Linked DNA regions of Capsicum annuum: region 2 is linked to region 1. The links are chromatin contacts, called in public Hi-C maps. All regions are on one chromosome and are shown on one strand. The core of a region is the stretch at or near the end of the contact, and the rest is flanking DNA. Distances in the headings are between cores, read along the strand shown.

Region 1 (7,726 bases), core at 2,765-5,264:
TGTGAGTGACATCCTCGTCAATCTTCTCATTCTCCTAAATTATAGATCCAAGATATTTAAAACTATCTTTCTTACAAATAAACTAAGAATCCATCTTCACTACCACCTCGTCCTCATGTGTCAAGTCAGTGAACTTGCATTTCAAGTACTCTGTCTTAATCCTACTCAATCTGAATCCTTTAGACTCCAGAGTTTGTCTCCAAACCTTCAATTTATCATTAACACCCCACCCCACCCCACTCCGGATCTCATCAATCAAAACTACATCATCCACAAATAACATACACCAAGGCACCTTTGCTTGAACACATTGCGTCAAAACATCTATCGCCATGACGAATAAAAAGGGACTAAGAGTAGATTCCCGATGCAACCATATCAAAACAGAAAAATGCTCTAAAATTAGATTATTTTTTTCTTTTGATACAAAAAATAAAATTCTTTTTTACTTCTTTATTTAACAAAGAAAGTGAAATTAGTTTCTTTTAATATTCTTCTTCTTATTAAATACTAATTACATAAAGTAATACAAGTCAAGTTTAAATTTCCAAAGCATAAATTAATTAAAAATAATTTAGTAAGCATGCATGTGTATTATAACTTAAATGAATCCACTACGTATTGTTCAAACATTATCTACAATTTTGTCTGACGAAAAATTCGCAGCAGCTGTCACATCCCTTTTTGACCAAAAAAAGATATGTATTTTAAGTTCGAAAGGATTTTATTATTAAGGTGATAAAAATGAAAAAAAAAATTGTTTCGAAAAAAAAGGATTATTTACATTATTTTGTCTTATTCAGAGTCGCCACTTGACATAATTCGGTGTGCCAAGTCACCTTTGGAAAATCCTTTTCGAAATGGTTTGACTCTAAAAACTGATCCGCGAACAGAGATTCCGGCTAAGGAATTCTGTTGACCGAGGGGAAGGTGTTAGGCACCCCTCGATCCCGTGGTTCGACCACGGTCGTTTGGTGGAGCGTATCGGCTAATTTGACATTACAAATGTACAAACCACATAAACACACAAAACAAACAAACAAACAAATCACACAAAATTCAAAACAAACCAAAATAATGTAGTCCAAATTATACAATACAAAATAAAAGAGGTGCTGAAATATAAAACATATTCTATTCTAAACTAATCATAAACTAAACTCCACCTGACGTTCCAGGCCTTGATCACGAGCCTCCTTTGCGTACATGCTACTTCGGGGCATTCCCTGGCCAAATGAGTACAATTTAAAATTTTCGTGCAATAAAGTAGAAAGTACCATTCACGCACATATTCAAACACTCCAACAAATCGTTATTCCTAAATTTGCCTACCCGGCCTACGTTTGCCTACCAAGTTCAACGTATCACAATTCTATCATGTTCAACATTATCAATACATCAAAATTAATCAATATTCATTTTCCTCCATTTTTAATCCCCACCCTAATTCATTCTCAACCACGTGATTAACCCATTTCAATACACAATCCACCAATCGAGAATAACGAAAATTCACCAATCATGCTTAGCACATCACACACCCAATGTCACCAACAGTTCACATCAATGAACAAACCACGGTATCGAATCACACGCAATCACAATCACATAAGAATTAAATGAAAGAGAAGAAAGAATTGGACCTTAAATTTGAAGCTTTCAAACTCAATGTTATTCGAATAAAGAGAGTCCGCACCCGGAAACCTCAAGCCGAACCTTAACACCAACTTGACAAATAATGACCCGTTCACCGTCACTTTTTACGCCGTTACTGTTCACCGGTACTGTTCACTGGTACTATTCACCGGTACTGTTCACCGGTTACTGTTCACCAGTTACTGTTCACCGGTACTGTTCACCGATTACTGTTCACCGGCGTTTTTTTTGTTGTCGTTGTCGTTGTTCTTGTGAGGAAGATTATTTCGTGATTGTTGTTATTGTGGAGAAGATGATGATCAAAGAATGAGCCCCTTTTTTTCCCTCTTAGAATTTTCTTTTATAATGGGCATGGATTTGTTATGAGGTGGAAATTTTGGTGGGTCCCCCATATATTCTTTCTTTTAGTTTATTATTGTGAGGATAAAAATGTGAGTGGGTAGGGAGGTGGAAGCTTTTGATTGAGTAGGTTGTTAGGATAAGATAAATTAGTTAGAGATATTATTTTTTATTTATTTTTGTGGGATATAATTACATGGGATTGGACACATGGTAAGGTGAACTAAAAATGAATAAAATTAGACTTCGGAAGGGACCAAATTAGGTATCTACAGTAGCTACTTTTGAATGAGCATAGAATAAACTACGTTTCAGTATAATAATCTGTAAATCAATCCATGCGACAAACTTGATCGGGAAAATATGTAGAGATTTCGAACCTAAGACGCCCGGTTTGGGAGATCCCTTGTTGGTCTTATCTTAACTACAATCTATAGGTAAAGGCAGAGGCGGACCTACATTGAGGCTAGCGGGTGCACGTGCACCCACAATAACAACTGGGTTGACTGGTGAGATTGTTCGGCATGCCACTTGAAAATTGCTCTTAATGTGTGATTGGTCAGGTTCAAGCCCCAGCAACAATGTTTTATTGCTCCTTTTATCATTTTCCAATTTTCTATTGCGTGAAACGTTTCTTTATTGCTCCTTTTTTCATTTTCCAAGTTTCTTTACACTTATTGTGCAAATGTATAAATTTATCTTTTGATTAAAAAAGACTTCCTACTTAGTAGTCATTTATTTCATACTTTTTCTTTTTCCTTTTATGTATTGTGGATATTATTGGGCTGTTTTTTATTTTATTTCAAAATACAAACTTCTCTCCAACTTCAAAAGGTAGATATTCTCCCTAGCTTATACTGTATAATATATTTATTTTTTTCAATCTTTTGATCATTGAGTTATTTTTTATTTAAAAAGTTAGCAATTTAAAGTTTGAGATAGGCTTAAATCAAATGTTACCCGTTGCAACTATCTAGCAAACAAATCTCTCGAATTTCATATTTTTCGAAAACTTTCTATTATTGTTCATGAATAACACACTTTTGTCATATTAAATCTAATTAATGATATTCAATAATATTAAAATTTTGCTTATAAAATATTATAATTAATAAATTTTCAAAGAAATGTATATCGAACTTCGACATTATTAATTATTATATTTAAATATAGAGGTGCACCCGTCAAGCTTAAGTCTTAGGTTCGCCTATGGGTAATGGTCGCTACGAAAGTGGAAGTTGCTGAACAAAACTTGAACATTAAAAATAGACTATCAAACTTAGAAAAAACCTAACCAGTATCAATAAATAGATGACACTTGTTTTTATATACACTTCTATCACTTAATTATGATCTAATTAAAAGATAAATTACATAAATCCACAAGCTACCCACATCCAATTCAATTTCACATTTTAAAAAAAAAAAAATGAATTTCACTTATTTTTTTTTTATTTTTCATATAGATGAGTTACGTTCTTTGTTGAAGTAACTAATTCTCTCTTGGTTTCAAAGCAAATCTCGAGTTCTCTGGTAATGGAGTTGTGACGACAGAAAGACGATGGAGAGTGGAAGGAAAAAATAGATGAAGAAATTGAACCAAAAATGAAAATTGGAATCAATATCAATCGAATGAAAAGTTTTTGATTATTCTTTCTGAAACAAATTCCGCTTGATTCACTCGCTTTAATAAATATAATTCCGTTATTCCTTATTTAACTAACCGACCAGTTTTGAATGTATCACATACCACATGCATCACGAATTAAGTTATATATCACAAAAGACGATTTTCGAAATTTTATATAATTGAGAAAAAGTGGTGGTAAAAAGTGTTAGTGGCTCCTTAACTTGTGAAATTTGTGTGAGTTACCCTTAATTAAAGGGCGCGGCCCAATAGAATTTGTGGCCTAATGAAAAAGCAAGTCATTCACCAAACTCTTTGGGACATGAAGTCGCAAAAACTTTCAAAAGAGAAAGTTGACAACAAAATACCCTATATCCCCCACAAACGGGGTTTGAAAAGGGTAGAGCATACACCTACGTTACCCCTACCTCAGAGAGAGATAGACAGGTTGCTTAGAACCTCAAAAGGTTGATGCAAATTAAAGATCCAACAAAGAATAAAGCTTTATGCCGTAAGCAAGATATGCCTTAATTGCATTTCCAAAATGTAGCAAAACATTACCAGTAAAGTCCAAACTTTTATGAACCATTACAAGAACTCTTCTTTGTACACCTCATTCAACATACATGAACACTCCTATCTTCTCTCCTTAAGAGGGGCAGAGAGGGCTAATAGGGTTTTGTATAGGATGTGGAATGGGGTATGGGGTGACGCTGTAGAAATTGCCGAAAGACAAAATATATACAAGTAGAAGAGCACTTAAATGGCTAGGTCTGAACTCATCCGTCACAGGAAGCATCAAAACTGACCGCCAAGCCAAGCAATTTGCATTTCACAAAGACAAACCTGTCATCGCTTTAACTAAGCTTCAAGCTGTTGGGAGTTTTCCTGCATACACCAGAAAGTAACAGCATCAGGTTCTGCTCTGGTCGATAATTAACAAAAGCTGTACACAGTTAACATACAAAGAAAATAGGCTTCCAACATTATGGAATTCATTTGCATAGCTGTTATAAGAAATAGCTGTTATAAGAACGAAGGAGACAAAGCCCAGGTAAACCGATGATATTCTCCCTCAGGCCTAAGCTTGTGCGAGCGGATTCAGAAGAAAATCTCTAGCAGTATAAGTAGATAGGATTTTGTAACCCATAACCAATGTTATCAATCACAAAGTGAGTTTCTTCTATGCCATCTATTGGTTGACAAAAAACACTACATAAAGAGCCACTTTCATTCTTCTGCACAGATACTATGCACTACCAAACATCCTTTTCTTTTTTAGACTAATGAATTCTTCCAAGGATTGCACTCAGCATTGAGGCTATAGCAACTAGATAAGATAGACAGAGATATTCGTGTATCTGGCAGAAAGAAACAATGCAGGCATATGATGAACTTAAAAGAGAGGACATGTCAGGTGGTCAGGGTATAGTCTCCTCGTACATTTTTCTCACTGGTTATGTAAGACACAACCACAGTTACGTCGTCCAACTTCCCACCATGGTAACGGAAACCAGCTTCTTGGGCTGCAGAAGAGAAAGGGGTTTGCCTGTTTTTATCCTGTGCTCTTCGCCGAGCCAATGCAGCTATCTTCTGAGCTGCAACCTGAGGTGGTAAACCAGCTCTCGCTGCATGCACCACTATTGCACTTATATCATTGTTGTACAAATTGTCAAATAAACCATCAGTTCCAGCAACGATGACATCTCCTGGAGCAACAGGTATTTTAAACACCTGAACCAGAAGCCAACCGTTCATTTTAACAGAGAATTAGACTACAGATCGACTGAATGGGAGAAATAAGAATTAGAGCCACAATCAACATCCCACATTTACAGTTGACACAATATTCAAATTGAGGTATAAACACATAACAGCATTAGGTGAGAGGCCTGCAAAGGGTGTTGGAATGTCATTAGATCTTAAATTATTCAGATCGCAAGAATAATTTCACTCAGATCGTCCAAAACTTAAGTCATCTAAGAGCAGGGAGAGAGAAAGAAGGGTATAACATAAGTTGATTAAAAAGAATGAAAATTTTCCAGAGCATGAAAGCACCTCTCATCAGGGGTCTATCGGAAACAGCCTCTCTACTTCTTTGGAGGTAGCGGTATGGACTGCGTACATTCTACCCTCCCCAGACCCCACTTTGTGGGAATATACTGGGTTTGTTGTTGTTGTTGCTGATGAAAGCACCTCTCATGATTCGGGCTCAATGAAAAAAATGAATAGTTTGTTTTTTGATAAGGTGTAATGACAAAATTGAACAATGAAAAAAAGATTCAGATACAAAATAGTTTTTTCAACAAACTTTTTTTTTTTTTTTTGAGAAAAACTAACAGGCTTCAACAACATTTGATGATCACTATTTATCATAATCTGATCACTATTTATCATAATCCACTCCCCAGTTCACGTTTTTTTCTTTTCTTGTTATAACTGAAAACATTTCTTAATTATATGAATTAGATGCCTCACATTTCTTGAAACCGTAATTTGATTGATGGGATTTGGTAAGAGATCAAAGTTCTATGGCTGACTCAGACCAACAGTTCATAATGGCAAAAACAGCTTAATAAAGACTTCTCAATTAGCATTTCTCCTAGTAGTAACTTGTCTACTCAAGACACTCGAGAAAAACAGAACCTCCATACCAAGTGTTATATAAGGATAGCAAGACCACCATTTATAAACTGACCTCCCCAGAGCTTGGTGAATCACCGGCATTACCACTTTCCAGCTGATATGTAAAATTGAAATCATGCTGCTGCACTGGGGATCTGAAAACAGTAGATCCATCTCGAACCACCATAAATCCGCTATCTCCTATGTTGATGGCATGGAGACCCTGAGAAGAGAGGAAAAATGATAAATTTAACATATATGCAAAGATATAAACTTCTACATAGCTCAACAACTTAATTTCTTTCGCATTTTAATCACAAAACTGCCTGTCCACACCTGATTCTGGTTGTAACAATGGCTAAAAAAGGTCCAAAGGTTTCATCACATGTACATAGCTCAAAAAGTTACGATGAACCCATTATCTTTCCTTAAATTAACTCTCTCTTCCTTTCATTTCAGAAAAGCCAAACATGTTCTCCTAACAAATACTAGATAACTCCACTCCACAACCATTCTCTAACAACAGTGGTGCTGAAGCACAAGCACTAAATATTACAGTGGGAAATCCTTTCTCTCCTAATGCATCCAAGGACAAAAATGGTATATACAGAATTAATTACGTATATACCTCATCGGTAAGGGCAATAATGCAGGCAGTTGAGGACCCTTTGGCTCTTGTGCATGTATAAGCTTTCTCCAGGACCCTGGCTGGATCTACTGAACCTTTTGGTTCCTCACGAATTGCCATTACTGAGTTTGACATCAGTTCTCGAGAGTATTCTCCAGCATCAACACCAACATCAGCCCATCCACCAACACCATCAGCTATGCCAATTGCTTGTTCATCAATGCAAATAAAATGTGCATCCTCACCACCTTTTTCTTCTTTATCAGGGTGAGGCAGGTAACATGATCCTGAATTAAGCTTCAGGCATTTGTCAATATGGATATTCCTGAAATGTGTCAAAAGATAAAATGTGACCGAGAAAAGAAAAAACATTAGGCTTTAACTTAAGAGTAAAGACGACACTAAAACGAGCAGTAGAACATAGTCAATTACATCTACTCTACTATGTAGCGATATGCTCTCATTCAGTGATAGTTCTGTGGAGCTACATATAAATTGGTTCTACACAGAGCAACAAAGGTGGCAAGATGTGCAGGATTTTAGTATATATCCAGTGTCCAATTTTTTTTAAAAAAAATCAATTTGAGAACCTCCAGGATGAAACCTTTAACTCCACCCGAACTCGGCTAATGACTTGCCAATTGAAACAATTTATATGGCATCAAACTATCATATTCACTTATTTTCTTTATAAGGTAAAATAATTTCATTAGTCTTGGGGGAAAACGCCTTCATAGAAGTGGTAGACCAAAAAGAAGAAACCTAGAAAAGATATGATACTTCATTAAAAACACCTGATCTTCTATGAAAATTGGAACTTCTGGGTGCACCAGAAGGAAATTAGATATAAG
Region 2 (7,726 bases), core at 2,806-5,305, 79 kb before region 1:
AAAAGCTCCTCATTTGTGCCCCCTTATCACTTTTTTCGTCTATTGAAGTTAGATTCAAAGAATGGACAGCTTCTTGCTTGGATGATGGATCACTTTGTGGCTCACTATCTAAAGCACACATTTTTTAAGCAAATTTTAACCAATGAAGCAATAAATCCTCACATTGCACCGAAGCAACGAAAACAAGAATTTTTATTTTAAAAAAAAAAAATAGTTCCTGTTGAATGGACATAAAAATTTCAAGTTTATAGTTGGAACATTATGAATGAGGATGAAGGCCTAGTTCCTCATCTCAAAGAGATTCAGTGGATCTTGCTGCAAATGAAAGAAAAGGCCTAGGGAAAATAGTTGATGAAGTTTCTTCTATCTGGTGTACTTCATCAAAAGGTTTCTTCTATCTTGTGTACAATATTTGGCAAGAAATAGTATTCCAAACACACTTTAAGGCTAGTTCATGAAATTACTGTTGTGATTAACTTGGAGATTTAAGCTGAAACCACACTTTATTTTAAACGGGGGCTTAGTTTGAGGCTTGTTTTGCCTCAAACTATTTTTTCTTACAATTGCAGTGACAGTTCAGGCCAGCTTGTACACCTCGCTAATTCATCAAATACATGTTACCTCCCACCAACGCAGGTATTAGCTAATTTTGCCCCAAGGCTTAGGTAACACGAAGAAATCTTTGTGGAATGTAAGTGCAGGACCTGAAACAAACCACTAACCACTGTAAATGTTGCATTACTCTATAAAAGAGTATGTATTTATCAAAAACTAAATAAATAGAGCTCCATCGGCAGATCTAGACACATACTTATCCTCAATGTACAAGATAGATACCAAATGGATATACTAACAAATACATACATATACGTATGCACACATATACATGCTGCCCAGATAACAAAGCTGACCAATTTTTCATGAAAACTACGCTTAAACCAAAATTGGAAGAAAGAGAATGGAAGGATAGAGTTTTTAACTATCAAAAAATCATCTAAAACAAACTTTCTCTTCCTTTTTCTTTCTGGTCCTAGAGAAATCTCTTCATGTCAAATCCAAGAGACCTACAATAGAAGTTCATCTTGTTATCACGTTATCTCTTTTTTTATTTTTATTTTTTTGTAATCTAATGAAACAGGGAATCGACTCATTCACTTTAAACTCACAACTGGTTCATGTTATCCTGTCTAATGCTCAGCCAGAAACACTCAGAAGTGGATAAGAAAGTTAGCTGAGATGAAAACCACTCACACGTTCATTCAAACTAAACAACTTTCCCTTCAACCTACATATGCATGCAAACCAACCAGAGTTGTACCCAAGTATTTGTTGGAACAAGCAAAATTCCTATTTTTTACTATAAATTGAAATGATAACAAATTTCTCACTCGTACACATCTAGCCATCCCTAGTCCTAGTGTATAGTAACATATATTGCAAAATTAAGATTGACTACCCTCAAATACTGAAATACTCAAAACACAGATAAGATTTAAGAAAAAACAACAAGATATCAATTAATCAATTAACTATGTCTCTACTCTCTAGTTGAAACTAACAATACGAATCCTCTATAGTCTGCGCCTTCCTTATTACTTCCATTATATATCTCAAGTCCCAACAGACACAAAACACTAGGCGATTTATTTCCATCTATCCTAACCTTTGTGTACAGAGTTACCTTGTACGTGTTGATGGTGTGAGGTGGCAGGTATCCTATGGGATTAGTCGAAGGTGCACGAAAGCTACCTCGGATCAAAACACACCCTATGTCTCAAATCTCCAGTTGGAATCAACAATACGAATCCTCTACAGTATGTGCCTTCCATATTACTTCCATTATATAGCTCAAGTCCCAACAAATATAAAAACTTTTAACCTTTGTGTATAGAGTTACCTAATACGTGTTGTTGGTGTGAGGTGGCAGGTATTCTATGGAATTAGTCGAAGGTGCACGAGAGCTGCCCTGGATCGAACACACGTTATGTCTCTACTCTCTAGTTGGAATCAACAATACGAATCCTCTATACTCTGCGGCTTCCTTATTACTTCCATTATATAGCTCAAGTCCCAACAGACACAAAAACACTAGGCAATTTATTTCCATCTATCCTAACCTTTGTGTACAGAGAGTCACCTCGTACATGTTGCTGGTGTGAGGTGGCAGATATCCTATGGAATTAATCGAAGGTGCACGAAAGCTGCCTCGGGTTGCTCAAGTCCCAACAAAGACAAAAACATTAGGTGATTTATTTCCATCTATCCTAACCTTTGTGTATAGAGTTACCTGATACGTGTTGCTAGTGTGAGGTCGTTAAAGGTGCACGAAAGCTGGCCCGGACACCCCCTCTATCCAAAAGACAAAAAGCTATATGGCTTATTATTCTGGCTGGCGTCAACCTACAGCACTCTGATAACAGTTCAATTAATTGCTAGCAACAAGCAATGCTGGAAATTTACATCCCTCTTACGAGCAAGGCAGCACGGTGCACTAAAGCTCCCGCTATGTAGGCCCCACCACAACGATCTATTGTGTGCAGTCTTACCTTACATTTCTGCCCGAGACTATTTAAGCGTGGCAGCAATTTTACCGGTTACTCCAACGCTCTCCTTCCACGTCCCTTCATCGGGGCACAATAAAAACTCTTTAGATCCAAACATCATATTGAATAAACAAAACTACTGAATCAACAAACAATTCAAAAATCTCCGCAAAATGTACAGTAAAAAAACAAACGAGACGCGAAAGTGATCATACCTGATGAAAGAAAGAACAGAAAAAAAATGTAAGGATGGATCTGATGAAGATAAAATGCACATGCAATGTGAATTTTGTTAGTTATACAGATCCGGTTTGTGTTACCAACGCTTCATACAGAAGTAAAGGGGGAATTTGCTTCTAAGTTCGTAGAAAACCCCAAAATATATTATACCAGTATATTATAGTACCAATTTTATAATTGGACCAAAATAAAGCACTTTCGTATACTGAACTGTTTTAGCAAAACAAATGCCATGGTGTACCAGTTTTTTAAAAAAAAAATTTAGAAAAAAAATTGAATGTTGTGGTTTTAAAATAAATAAATATGTGTATAGTGAATTAAAATGTGGTTTGAATTTTGTGATTTAAAATATATTATTTAATATATTGGACTACTATATTTTAATCAATACATATTAATTTTTATATTATTGTTTCATATATTAGATACTAATGTTCATAAGTTGGAGCTACTAGCAGGAGAGTATGGGGTGAGGGTGTCTTTGGTTGTTAATGTAGGGTGTTATCTTGTAAGCGTCTTATTTCTGTTATTTCATGTTTTATTACGGATTTATTTACTATTCTTTGTCTTGAATCGGGGGTCTATCGGAAACAGTCTTTCTATTTCTCTGGAGGTAGTAGTATGGATTGCGTCCTCAAATCCCACTATGAGGAAATACACTGAGTATTTTTTTTTTTTTGTTGTTGTATATACTAGATATCAAGGGGATCGACTAGTATAGATATCAAGGGAATCGTACTCGTATGGAGCTGATTTATATTATTTTTATATCTCAATTTATATGATGTAAAATAAAATTTAGATAATCAATCATATTTTTAATATGTTTTTAAATATTTTAAGCTATTAGCTAAGCTTAGAAGGCACCTTGTCGTCACACAAAACTCTCGTCAAACTCTCCAATCTCTTCAATCATAAATCCAAAATAATACTTCCCCCGTTCTAAATTGAGATGACACATTAATTAAGAAAAATAATTAATAATATATCTAGTTTACTATAATACCTATATTAAATGATGTTTATATTTTAATTTGAAGAAAAAATAATTCATGCAAAGGATAAATATATGGAAAAAAAAATTGTCTCTTAGTAAGGACAAGTAAAATGACAAATCAAATTAGAAAATTTGGGATAGATAATTTAGAACGGAGGGAGTAGTTGACAAAAGTATATATTTCATACATTAATACATAACTACATAAAATAAATTTAATATATTTTAATATACTTTGACACATATATATTGCATACATATATAATTCACTTTTGCTAATACATAATACAATGCTATTGAGATAAATATTTTTTAAATAAGATATATTGAGATAATAAATTAAAATATAGTACTAGTATTTAAATATTTTATAAAAAATTGCTAGCATTAGGTTGTTGTTGTCTTCAATGTTGAGCTGCGATGGCTTTGAGAAATCGCCAGCTATGTGAGCAAACGAGGATAATGATTCACTACTATAGATTTTACAGTTCGAAACCAAAAGTAGATTTGAGGAAGCTAAGGCCAATGATTCTTAAGAGGATTGAGGACAGAGCTAAAGATTATCCAGTTAAATCTATGGTTCCTGTTGCTCAACAAGTATTTAAGGCTCGAACAATTCTTTACCATGGCGTTTCCGCTTTAATGCAACGTTTTCCCACTTGGGCATGCAAGTAATTTCCACCCCCTTTTCCTTCTTTCTTGCTTTCTTTTTCTTTTCTTTTTTTTTTTTGTGAAAAAAAATTGTGCTTATTCTTGATATTGGTGTTAAAGTTGTGATCTTTATTGGATACTATTGGTGAATTTAGATCTACGGTAGTTCTTTTATGTGTTAAGGGGTTGTTTGGTCTGTGGGACAACGTATAATAATCTTGGGATAAAATTTATGTTTGGTGAGAGGTATTAGCTAATCACTGGACTATTTTATTCCACCGTTTACAAAATGGTGGGGTGGGATTACAATTCTATGGTATACTAAACGATCCCTTATCGTGCAAGCTACTTTTCTTTAACAAAAAAAACAAACAAAACGAATTAAGGTTATTTTTGATGTGTATACAAGTTTTGGAAAGAGATTGGTGTTAAAGTTATTAGCTTTATTTGATTCTATTGGTGATTTTCGATTTAGGTTAGTTCTATTATGTGTTAAGGGGTCGATTTGGTACGTGGGATAACGAATAATAATCTTGGGATAAAATTTATGTTTGGTGAGGTATTAGCATATCACTGGACTATTTTATTCCATCATTTGTACTAAAATGGTGGGATTACTATCCTATATAGGAGGTGGGATAAGATAGTCCTATGGGATATTTCTACTTATCCCACCCCGTATACTAAACGATCCCTTATTGTGCAAGCTAAGGTTATTCTTGATGTGGATACAAATTTTGGAAAGAGATTGATGGTAAAGTTGTTAGATTTATTTGATTCTATTGGTGATTTTAGATTTAGGGTAGTTCTTTTATGCCTTATTGTGCAAACTTAGAGGGCTTTTAATGGGTTTTGGGGATTCCAATAATTTGGTATAGCTGATTATGTTTGAGTTGCATTTAAGGTTATGTAAATTCTTGAGTGTTTAGACTGGAAACGACACGACACACTTTCACCTTATCGAGTAGATGACCTTAAGTAGCTTTTCGAGTGTTTAGTCAGCACATGACATAGTTTCAGCTTATGGAGGACATGACCTTAGGTAGCTTTATGAGTGTTTAGATAGGACGCGAAGCAGGTTCATCTTATTGAGGACATCGAGGTTTAGATAGGACGCGAAGCAGGTACATGACCTTAGGTAGCTTTTCGAGGTTGTGGACGACACGGGTTAGGTAAGATTTTAGTAGGTAGTAGCGTGTTGACTTGCTAACCGCCCATACTAGTAGTCCTAGTATTGCTTCTGTAGTTTCTTGTCCTTCAATTTCTGTTACTATATGATGTATGTTGTACTTTGATTTTCGCATCATTTGACGGTAGTTACTGTTCAGTATGCTTTGAGATGCTTTCACTTCTGTTCATTCTCTTTCTGGACCTCTTTGGACTGTTTTTCTTGAGCGGATGGTCTATCGAAAACAGCCACCCTACCTCACCTCTAAGGTAGACGTAAGGTTAGCGTACACTCTTAACCTCTCCAGACCCTACTTTGTGGCACTATACTGGGTATGTTGTTGTAGCTTTTTGAGTGTATGATAAGTTTCTAAGAAGTTTATGTAGCTGGAGAAAAAAAAAATAGTGAAAAGAACAGCATGAACTGAGTCCATAGTAGGCCAACACTTTGCATTTGACTCGTAAATTTTGAAGTTTACTATTTCATTCTAGTTCACTGTTACTAGCTAAATATTTTTTTTGTTGAAGAGTTTAATTTTCAGAGAAGATATCATAAGTTTGTATGGTGATATTATGCGTAGGGATGCATCGTAACTTGCTTGAATCTGATATATTGATGTTGAAACAAAGAGGTTCTTCAAATATTTTCAGGTTTTGGTTTTGATAAATAAAAGGGGGCTTTTGAGCCTTTAAATAAGTACAAGATTAAGTGCAAGAGATCAAAAAGAGAGCGGAGAAAATGCAAGACATCAAGAATAATAAAAACGAAAAGAGAGGATTAAATCAATACAAGAAGAAGATGATGAAGGCACTTAGCAAAGTACACTTAGTAAAGTATTGAGATGTCTAGAACTGAAGATTTGGTTAAATCTGGGGCATGCCCATATTTATCACACCACTTTTTAGTAGAAGCTAGGGAAAACTTGAGATGTGCCACTTGTTTCTTCATAATATTTATCTGACAATATTAGCTTTGGAAATTGAGGCTAGTTGTTGAATATTGCTCTAATAAGGTCAAGAATTAGAATTTATTTAGCAAGTTGGATCATCTGTTGTGTGTAATGCTTTTATTAGACTTAGCTCTTTTTGGCATCTTTATGTGCAACTTCTAATTATAAGAAGCCATCATCAGATAGAATTGCATTTGGCACAAAATTTTCTTCTTTCAATGGTAGCAAAAGAAAGGCGGTATCTACGGGACTTTTCTGACCTCCAAAAGGGTTATTTGGTTGCAGATACTGCCCAGAAGTATATATTGGCGAGAGTGGTCATCTAATACGAACTTGTCATGGTTACCGGCGGCGTGCTAAGAATCAGCCTCATGAGTGGATTAGAGGAAGCTTGAATGATATTCTAGTTCCAGTAGAGGCATTCCATTTGCGAACCATGTTTCAGAATGTAATCAATCACCAAGAAAGATTTGATTATGATCGCATTCCAGCAGTTGTGGAGCTGTGCTTGCAAGCAGGGGCTGTTCCTAGTGAAGAAATTATATGCGGAAGTAGCTTGCCCTCAACTGTTCCGTTTCAAGCTGACTGTTTGTCTGATGATGATTTGATGTTGTTGGGAAGAGAAACCTTGAAGGCATGGGAAACACTTAGATCTGGAGTTCAGAGGCTGTTGTTGGTTTATCCAGCAAAGGTCTGTGAACATTGCTCAGAAGTTCATATAGGACCTTCTGGACATAAAGCTCGTCTTTGTGGCGTATTTAAGTTTGAAAGTTGGCGAGGAAGTCACTTTTGGAAGAAGGCACAAGTGGATCATTTGGTTCCTCCAAAAATAGTATGGTACCACCGACCCCAGGATCCTCCATTACTCTTGGATGATGGGCGGAACTACTATGGGCATGCTCCCGCTGTTGTTGATCTATGTTCTAAGGCTGGAATAATTGCTCCTTCCAAGTACCATTGCATGATGAAACTTGAAGGTCTATCAGCCCCGTCTATGTGAAAGGAATAATGGGATCTTTTCCTGCTCTTATTGGTGGTTACCCAACAACCAGAAGGCGGGTCTAAATTGGGTGATTCTTTTGAAGTCGGACTTTCTATTGTTATTCGGGCAACCTAAAACTTTATGGATAGAGACGAAAGATTGGGGTTATATTGCTCTCAAAATTGGCTCTAGCATC

Evidence for each region. A called contact is a pair of places that touch in the nucleus more often than the background predicts.
Region 2: a contact with region 1 is called in a Hi-C map of leaf, with 2.3 times the contacts expected there. The contact joins the promoter of LOC107867034 here to the enhancer-like site in region 1. A contact is called at or near these places in 3 of 5 Hi-C or Micro-C datasets (bud, leaf and placenta).

What each region holds. Positions count from the first base shown.
Region 1 is chr4:225,680,794-225,688,519 of UCD10Xv1.1, reverse strand. LOC107867032 (probable protein phosphatase 2C 55) reads right to left here. Exons shown (of 6, transcript XM_016713118.2): 3 at 6,876-7,200; 4 at 6,321-6,470; 5 at 5,066-5,356; 6 at 4,126-4,510. The coding sequence ends at 4,484. Among protein-coding and RNA genes, the nearest start is that of LOC107867032, 8.0 kb to the right of the region's middle. Within about 2 kb of position 4,014, at least 2 of the 5 cell types and tissues checked have an H3K27ac peak or open chromatin away from gene starts, as enhancers often do. A contact at or near this core is called in leaf, where this site is marked.
Region 2 is chr4:225,759,705-225,767,430 of UCD10Xv1.1, reverse strand. It overlaps LOC107867034 (APO protein 4, mitochondrial), which reads left to right and starts at 4,055. Exons shown (of 2, transcript XM_016713123.2): 1 at 4,055-4,451; 2 at 6,834-7,726. The coding sequence starts at 4,201. The coding sequence ends at 7,548. It overlaps LOC107867036 (SPX and EXS domain-containing protein 1), which reads right to left and starts at 2,967. Exons shown (of 15, transcript XM_016713128.2): 1 at 2,759-2,967; 2 at 562-704.